2 separate regions of the Dromaius novaehollandiae genome follow, and region 2 is linked to region 1. The links are chromatin contacts, called in public Hi-C maps. All regions are on one chromosome and are shown on one strand. Each heading gives the region's core, a stretch centred on a gene start, on an enhancer-like site or on the middle of the called end of the contact. The rest is flanking DNA. Distances are from core to core; before and after follow the strand shown.

Evidence for each region. A called contact is a pair of places that touch in the nucleus more often than the background predicts.
Region 2: a contact with region 1 is called in a Hi-C map of ovary, with 5 times the contacts expected there. The contact joins the enhancer-like site here to the promoter of CIAO2B in region 1. A contact is called at or near these places in 3 of 4 Hi-C or Micro-C datasets (brain, liver and ovary).

What each region holds. Positions count from the first base shown.
Region 1 is chr13:14,587,843-14,592,425 of bDroNov1.hap1, forward strand. CIAO2B (cytosolic iron-sulfur assembly component 2B) reads left to right here and starts at 2,574. Exons shown (of 5, transcript XM_064519693.1): 1 at 2,574-2,776; 2 at 2,871-2,938; 3 at 3,214-3,339; 4 at 3,899-3,944; 5 at 4,490-4,583. The coding sequence starts at 2,632.
Region 2 is chr13:14,714,476-14,719,058 of bDroNov1.hap1, forward strand. No RefSeq gene overlaps it. Among named protein-coding and RNA genes, the nearest start is that of PDP2, 10 kb to the right of the region's middle. Within about 2 kb of position 2,191, at least 2 of the 2 cell types and tissues checked have open chromatin away from gene starts, as enhancers often do.

The DNA.
Region 1 (4,583 bases), core at 1,324-3,823:
ATCACTACAGATATGTTTACAGTTTTATTTGCCCATGTTCATGAACCACGTCGACATTTCTACATTCATGTTCTAGCTTTAGCGTAGAACAGGTCTGTGAACACTTCTGAATCCGTGACTCTCAGCTATTTCCTCTCTGTGCAAAAGTCCAAATCAGAATGTAGATGCAGAGTAGCTGTGAGCTACAGGAGGCAGATAAGAGAAATATTACACTGGGAAATCCACAAGTTCTAATTTCCACATTGTCTAGCTCTTGGTTAATACAGCCCTATTCTGTATTTAACCCTCAGAAAGTTCCTAAAGTGCTTATGAATATATTCTCTCAGTATGCTACTAGTAGGCCAAAGAAGCACCATCAAAATGCATTATCTGTCTGCAAGGAGAATGCAACACACCAAGACTTCCCATAGTGTAACATACACCCTCTTATGATGGGATGAGGAGTTACTCAGCTCTGCAGAAAGTTTACAGAATCCAGTACCAAAACTAGGAGCATGTTAAGCATAATTGGCAGCTCTACAAAACCCCTAAGAATTTCAACCTAGAGCTTTGATAATACCTCAGGTCTATGTCAGGGTTATTTTAAGCAAGGCGAAATACCCGTGAACGTGCCTAACACTGAATCTGTTGTCCCTTATGACCCCCTACTCTCAGAAAAGAGCCATGAGACACTGATAACAGTAAAGTTACAGGATGTAGTTTGTGTTATTACCACAGAAAACATGGGTTCCTGTGGAACTTCTTGGCATAATTCTTGGAGGACTTCTTTGACAGGGAATCCACAGGAAAGAAGGCCAAAATTCTTTTGTAGGACAAGCTTATTGCAGGGTATTTTTTTTCCTAATATTTGAATCCTTCTGTCAAAAAAAGTTGTTGATGCCTCTCTAAATTAATTTATAACTTCTACAGCAACAGGTTAAGTGGGACGATTTGGGCAGCTTCTGCAGTGAAAGACCGCAAGAGCAAAGGCCAAATAATAATTTTATCTGCTACACCATATGAATTCAAAGTTGGCAGAATGAATAAACCTGCTTCATATTCATCACACAAGCAAACATTTCTAAAGCAGTGTACAAATATTATTTCCAATTCCTCCTCACTATAGGGATATTATACCCCAAAATTTCTTCATGTACCAGGAATTCCAGCTGATAAGCTAATTGGTGGAATAAAACTTGGTACACAGACCATAGTGGTAACTGAAAAGATCCTGGTATTCAGTCATGTAATCTGTAAAAGAGACAAGATATGATATGACTTCCAAAAAACTCAGAGCATATTCCAGGCTCTTTTACATAAATGTTTTTCACAGATAGCACAGGACTGTGCACAAAATGAATGCAATCACTTAATTCCCTAGCTCCTAGAACTGCTTTCCAGCTCTGGAGATGTGCTACCAAACACACTGCTGTCCCAGTTTCAGCCCATGCAAAAACACTTGTTTCTGTCTGTGGTGGTGTAGTGCAAAAGGCAGCACACTGCACGCTGCTAGGGCAGCGCCGTTCTCACCAGACTCCATGCAGGCAAAAGCACAACTGCATTTACTGCAATTTCTGTAAAGCAGTGTTAAGCAACCGAACCACAATATGTGAGTTTCTTTTAAACCTCTAAATCTTTTGAGGCAGTACATCTCAATTCCTTTCAAATCCACTTTTATTTCTAATTAACCACCAGGGAAATTACCTCACTCTGCCTGAGGAATATGTTTTCCATATATAAAAAATAAAGTTAAGTAGCTTATGTGTAACTATGACTTGACACAGTAGGTCAGATGTGTCACTAAGCAGAAGGTTCCAACATAAATCTACTCAAAAAACCCTATGCCGATCATTTTTTGTGAAGAGAAACAAATATACAACAAGGATGACTGCATACAAGATGTTTATGCAGGAGTAAAAAAAAGCTTTAACTCCACTATAAAGGGGTCTATAAAGCCAAGATGTAGATCACCATTACAGTCACTTTATCGCATCAGTTTCTTTGTCATGTTTTGTCATGTTTTCTATTATATACAGCTTGACTTTTCAAGTTATCTACACGATAACAGAAGCCATCTTAATCACCATTTTGCATTTAAAATGCTGTTTAATTTACCTATCTTCTCAAGCACTAAGGTCGCAGCAAAGGCCCTCAAATAAAAATTTTACAGAGCCACCGACCTGAACGAAGCCATTCCCCCTCCCCCGTTAGCCCTCACGTTTCACGTCAGGCAACAGCGAAACCGCTGCCCGCCGCCTCCCGGCCCGCCAGCACACCCTGGGACGCTCCCGCTGCAAGGCCGCGCAGGAGATGCTGCCGCTGCCTCTCCACAGCTGGAACAACCTGCCACACAATTTCAGTTCACCCTGCCCTCCCGCGACGCGCTTCCCTCCTGCGGAGGCACAAGCGACAACCGCGGAGATAACCCAGCGCCGGTGTTGCCGCGGGGGGAAAGGTAAGGGGGCGGGGTGGGGGTTAACGCTTCAGCATCCCCCCCGCGGCCAACCGCCAACGGCCACCTGCCAACCGCCAATGGTCCCGCGCGCGGTGCGGCGCCGAAGAGCGTCCGGGCTCCTTCCGCCGCCGCGGCGCCGCGCCGGAAGGGCCCCCCGCCTCGCGGCGCCGCGCGAAGAGGTGCCGGGCGGGGCGACCATGGTGGGCCCGGGCCCGGGCGGCGGTGCGGCGCCGCTGGAGAACGCGAACCCCCTCATCTACCGCCGCTCGGGGGAGCGGCCGGTGACGGCGCGGGAGGAGGACGACGAGCTGCCCGACTCCATCGACGACCGCGAGATCTTCGATATCCTGCCGGGGCGGGGGCGGCGCGGGAGGGCCGGGCCGGGGCGGCGGGGGGTGGCGCAGCCGCCCGCGGCGCGTTTTCCTCAGCCTGGCACATCTCATCCGCTCCATCAACGACCCCGAGCACCCGCTCACCCTGGAGGAGCTCAACGTGGTGGAGCAGGTCCGCGTCAAGGCGAGTTCCCTGCCGCGGGGGCGGCGCTCGCGGGGCCCACGGAGCTCGGCCGGGCGCGCGGCTTCGTCCTCGCGGTGTTTCGGCCCCGCGGGGGGAGGTGGCGTCGGCTTCTGCCCCGTTGAACACAGCGCGTACAGATGACGGCGAAGAAGAGGATGAGCGGCAGAGCGGAGCCGCAGGCCGCGTGTCGCATGGCTTGCCCCCCGCTGGCTTGTGGTAAAGTCGGTGGGTTGTGTACGTAGAGAGTGTTTGCTTTCCAACAGGTGAACGACGCTGAAAGCACCGTGGCGGTGGAGTTCACTCCCACGATCCCGCACTGCAGCATGGCAACGCTAATCGGCCTGTCGATAAAAGTAAAATTGATTAGATCTCTGCCTGAGAGATTTAAGGTGAGTAACAACATCAGAAAGCAAAAGAAGGGGGTGTGTTTCTAAAAGACTAACAACTAACTTAGAGTGAAAAATCAATTAAAGTGAAAAGTAACTGGAGCTTTTCTCCATCTCCTCGTATGATGGGGGAGGGAAACACCCCAGGGATCAGAAGGCACTAAACTAAGCAGTGGATGCCGAATTCCTGTTCTCTGAAGGTCGAGTCAAAGGCGACTGGGATTACGATGGGAAATTACCGGTAGTTCTTTGTGGTGCTCTGACTCCTTAAGGGTGAGAATCTCAGTTTTAGAAATGGGGATTAGAGGCCTGTGTTTCACCCGACTGCCTGAAGGAGGCGTAAAGCAGATCAGAATGCAGTGCAGGCTGCTGCCTGGAAGGGCATCCAGATGTTAGACTTTGTTTTGTTCTGCTATATATAGTAGCTGGCTTTGACAGGAATGTGTGTGTGTTGGGTTTTTTTTAATTATCTTGTTTTCTTTGTTAAATTGAGTTTGAGCTTCCAGTGTGTTGTTGACTTGTCCTCTCTTTCTTATTTTGTGACCTTTTTGCTCCTTTTAAGGTGGATGTTCATATAACACCAGGAACACATGCCTCTGAGCATGCAGGTAAGCTTTTTAGTGCTCTGTTGTGTGGTTTTCATTACATTTTTAATCTTGAAGACTAGAGATGAGAGAGACTCCTGCATCTGCAGAGCAGCTGTTGAGTATCTGGAACTTTACACGCACCAGCCCCTTCCAGCAGATGTTACAGAACCAAAATGTGTAATAATGAAGCTTAGATATGTTGTGCACCTTACCTGAAACATTTTCTCAGACAGCCTGTGCTCTCAAATAGTCTTGATTTTCCTGGGTTATGGAGGCCTCAGAAAATGAGGAGAAGCTGGGGATAAATTCCTTGTCTTGTTACAGCTACACATGCGTAGCTCACTGCTGCTGAATTATAAATAGCCTCTTTTTTTAACTTGTGATATAATATGGTAGCTTTGACTTTAGATTACAACTCTGTGGTGTGCTCGGTATCTGCAGAATTACTAGTCTACCTGAGTACCATAGCAACAGCATGATTATCAGTCTCAATGTAAAATGTTTTAAAAAAGACATTGTGTACCAATATTTTGACCAGTTCTTTGTGATCTTTTTTTTCTGAATAGTTAATAAACAGCTTGCTGATAAAGAACGTGTAGCAGCTGCTCTGGAAAACTCTCATTTACTGGAAGTGGTGAATCAGTGCTTGTCTGCTCGATC
Region 2 (4,583 bases), core at 941-3,440, 130 kb after region 1:
AGAACCTTAAAATTCCAAACTTCTTCAAAAACATGTCAAAGTAATAGAAAATTCTTACACTGAGCTGAAAAAGGATCTATTACTTTTGTAATGGGAAAATTGTTGTACTCTTTCAGCAACAGAAGTTTCATGGGAGATTGTTTTCATCAGCAGGATGAATAAAAGATGAGTTGGCAGGTGAATAAGGCAGAAATATTTATTACTGGCATTCACTGAAAATGACACTAGAATGCCCCTAAAAGCCTGGCTGAAAAAAACTACTTAAAAAATTAACTAGCACGCCAGAAAAGGAAATTAAGATAACTCAGAACATTTTCCTTTATATCAGGCGGTTGGAAAACCACACAGAAATCGAAGTCCACATGAAATTGAACCCTCTTTTTCTTTTAATAACACAATTGGAAAAAGGCAGCAATGTGCCCTTACAAGATAGTTTTTGCAGATTTTATAGAGGATCATACACTCTATTCTGCAAAATGGCAGCAGAGAAACTACTTGAAGTCCTATGGACTACTGAAATCTATTATATCGTAGCCAGGAATTTCACAGACATGGGGCTTATTTTAAGCAAAGTCACAGTAAAAATAAATGAATGTAACCTTTTCTGTGATGTTAAGTACATTTTTCTGAAAAAGATCATGGACTTCAGGGAATTTACTCTCTACTATTATCATAGTTGAACGGATATGGCAATTATCTCTTACTCATAAACACAGCGCTGCAAATGAGAGAAAGATACTATGTATGTGCTTTAGGAGATATAACAGCAGAGAAAAACACTTGCAAACAGATAAGTTTCTTAATGCATGGTAACATCAGAATTATGGATCGATGCATAGCTTTTATGTGCTTAACAAAACACTATTCGACATGCATGCAAACAGTGAGAGTTAACTACCTTATGCTTTGTTTAAAATAAGGAGGTGCAACATGATCCTTAACCCTGACAGGTTTTAATCATGACCTAGTTTCTCTGAAAATCTAGCCAAATGACTAGATTCCACTTCTAATAGAGAGGGAACATAGCAAATCATCAAATAGGTTCAGATAAGAACCTGACCCAAGTCCAGTTGTGGAGCAAGTTCATGGAGGATGAACTCTGTAACCCAAACATTGCAACCGTATTCAACCCCACTGCTGTCCACATTTTAATCTTTCAGTCAAGCTTCCAGTATTGCCCAAATGCTTTATTTTCAAGGTTAAAAGGTTAGGAACAGAGCCTCAAACATAACTCTAACTAAAATCTGGAATAATACAGAAGGTAAAGTTCGTCTACAAGGAAGATACATGTCTATTATCTATGATAATGAAGAGGACAAAGCAATTACTCTGTATCTCTTAACACTTCAGTGCTTTGATATTTGTTGTGCTATATGGCATTGCCGTCAGAGGTAACAGCTGCCAAAAAGCTGCCAAATCCAGAGCCAAAAGGGAAGTAACCACTGCGTTATTGATAGGCATTCTGGCCATTCGTTATGCCAGGGGATTCAGTACGCCTATAAACAGTAAGCCACGAGGGTAAGAGCAGAGGCTGCAGGATAACTAGCTGTGATCTCGTGTGCATACCCTAAGGCCACTTGCTGAATACAACAGAAGGTTTTTCTCTAACTTTTTGGAGAACCACTTGTGTGCACACCTAGCTGAAAGCACGTGTCACAATTTCCTCACCTGCTGTCTTTAGAAGACAACCATATCCTCCTTCTCACATTGCTAGAAAAGAAAAAGAAAAGAAAAAAAAATTGCTCCTTTTCTCAAAGCACTTGCCCAGAACAAGAAACAGAAAACTAACCATGGAGTAAGGGGAAGAGAAGAAGGTAAGGGGAGGAGGAGGGAAGAACAACAGAATAAATACATAAGAAATGCAAGCTCTGATAGCCACAGCAGCATCAGGTGCAGACAACTATGTCCAGAAGAAAGAACTGCAGAATAAAACCAAAAAATAAAACACCAAGATTTATTTCTCAAACCCTCAGCATATTTCAGAATCCCAGCTGGCCCGGCTTACAACAAAAAGCCCAAGATATCTCTATGAGAATACCTAGACTGAACAGTAGGTCCCCATCTCCTCACAGCAGCAGACTCTTCAAGGAACCTACCAATGTAATTTCCAGGCTGTAGGTTTGTTCACAGCAAAACAACTTAACCTAAGCCACAGAGCAACCACGGGGCAGCTGTGGCCATCTGCAGCTGCTGAGCTGCATGACAGCAGGAGCTAGACACACGGATAATGGTGGAGCAAAGCTCTCCTCAGCTCAAGAAGTGCTTTTCCTTCTTGTGCAATTGGGGGCTCTTCAGGAAATTCAGGCAGGTGCCTTCACTTCACTTTCACGTTCTTGTATTTAGCAGTGCTAGGACAAGGAAACTGTTCTCCTAAAAGTTTAGCCACTTCAGGTACTTCAGGCCATTAAAACTTGGTTTTGGCAAAGACTTTGAAAATCAAACTCTTGCTCAGATTATCCAAATCATACATCTGAAGTACTAGGTAGCTGCTAATAAACCCCTTTAAAATGTATTTTGGATTTTTTTATTTGCATAACAGCACCTGAAATTCATGCATTATAAACATGCATCTAATAGTGAGAGAGACCGAAGTAAACATAGCAGCACAGCTTTCCTTTCACAAAATACAACTGACATCTTCTGGCCAACCTCGGTTCTGCAGGCATGAAATTGAGTTATTCAGTAAAGCACTGGCATTGAAATCCCTTTTGTTAAGAAAAACGCCTCACAACCGTGAAGCATTATATAGTAATGCAATAGTCACGCCATAGCAAAGATCATTTCAGAGAACATAAAGCAAAGCATGCTTAACAACGACAGGTGACAGTAAGCTGCTGGTTTCTAATGCACATTTGGTAGTTCACACCCAAAAGAGAACTATTTCCACAGCTAGCATCTTTTTTGGCTGGTTTGAGAGAAGTACCAAGTCAGAGACTGAATTAGGCCACTTGCTCCAGAGCAAGTACCCATAGGATTGGCTCCAAAACTTCATCAGGGAGCCATGAGAAATCCTACATCACTGTTCCTCCAGTCAGACTAGAGATTTCTACCTCCATGGATGTGTAATCTATTTCAGGAGCATTGAATTAATCTATGCAAGTTGGAAAAACCTCACCGAAGCCACATATAAGTTGGATTACCAGAGCATGCTTTGTGACTCACTCATCTGCTGCCTATGGTTTCAGTGCCCTTTTAAGCATTGCTAATTGCCAACATCCTTCCCCTCTGCATTGTATCTAATTCAGAAAAGTTCACCAAAAGGCAAAAAAGGTACTTTTTTTCCTCTTTAAGACATGGAAAGTGCCCTACTAAGAAGTTTCTTTGCTCAATCTGAATAGAAACCATAATTCTGTTTTAGACTAATGCAGGCCAACTAGCTGGAAAAGTCCCTGAAAGGTGGTTAACTAACACAGTAACAGGAGCAATTCTTAACTGACTGATAACTTGAGAAATCTAGAAGTAGTTTGAACGGGTTCTCCCAGATTCAAAAGACAAAGATTTAGCAAAATTTCAAGCATGTTACTTAACAATAATACTCCTTTGAAGTTTAACCTCTCAGCAACAGATATAAAGAAGGAAAAACGTATTTCTTGCACATGTCAAACTGCTTTGTAACCTCAAGAAGAGAGACACATGCTTGCATTCTTTCTTTTCTATGCTTTCTACTGAAGTATTAGGTTGCAGCAGTAAATAGTACATGACACCACTGCGACTGGCCAGTAAGCAACTGATATCTGACAATAGCACAAGGACTTGCACACAGTTCTGCTTTCAGCTCTTCTCAGTACAGTTACTGTTCTGAACAGAGAACATCCCAGACAGCGATTAAAACACCAAAAAAATCCTCCTCAAATTTCGGGTAAATATTTTGTTATCCAAAAAAGTTGTCCAAAAAAGGCCCAGAGAGAGAAGAGAGATGAGGAACGTAGCTGCCTTCCCCCCCCCCCCCCCCAATCATTCTCTTTCCTCTTCACTGGATAAAACACTAACAACTGGAATTAATGGAAAAGAAGTTAAACCTTGAAGACTGAGTACATGAACACTTGTGCTGCTACTGGTCTGTTACAATTCAAGGATTTTATCAGTGTTGTATAGATACTGTATTTCTAGTTTATTTGCATGGTTTTTAGGACACAATTGGAGCACACATTTCGTGTGAATGTTAAATGATTTTTTTAGCTGCAGGTGAACATATATATCTGCCTATATAGATGAGCCTATCAAAGTTAAAAACATTTTTATTTATGTAGATTCTCAAATTAACTGAAGCACAATTTGGATAGTCTGGCCATTGAACTCATGCTCCCTCTGCTGACTGGTTAGTTTACTGGAAACACAGTAGTATCAAGATGTCCTGACTTTTACATATTAAAAATTATTTCCACAAGGGGAAAACTGCAGAGCTATAAACATTTAAACAAACTCACAATGCCTACTCAAATTACTTACCTTTATCCCAGCTTGAACATCTACACTCCCCCCCTGCAATGTGTTTATTAATCAGCAGAGAAAATGTTCACAGGAAAATATGCTAGATTCTAGTAAAGTAACTGGATCATTAACACTTTCATCTCTTTAAAGTT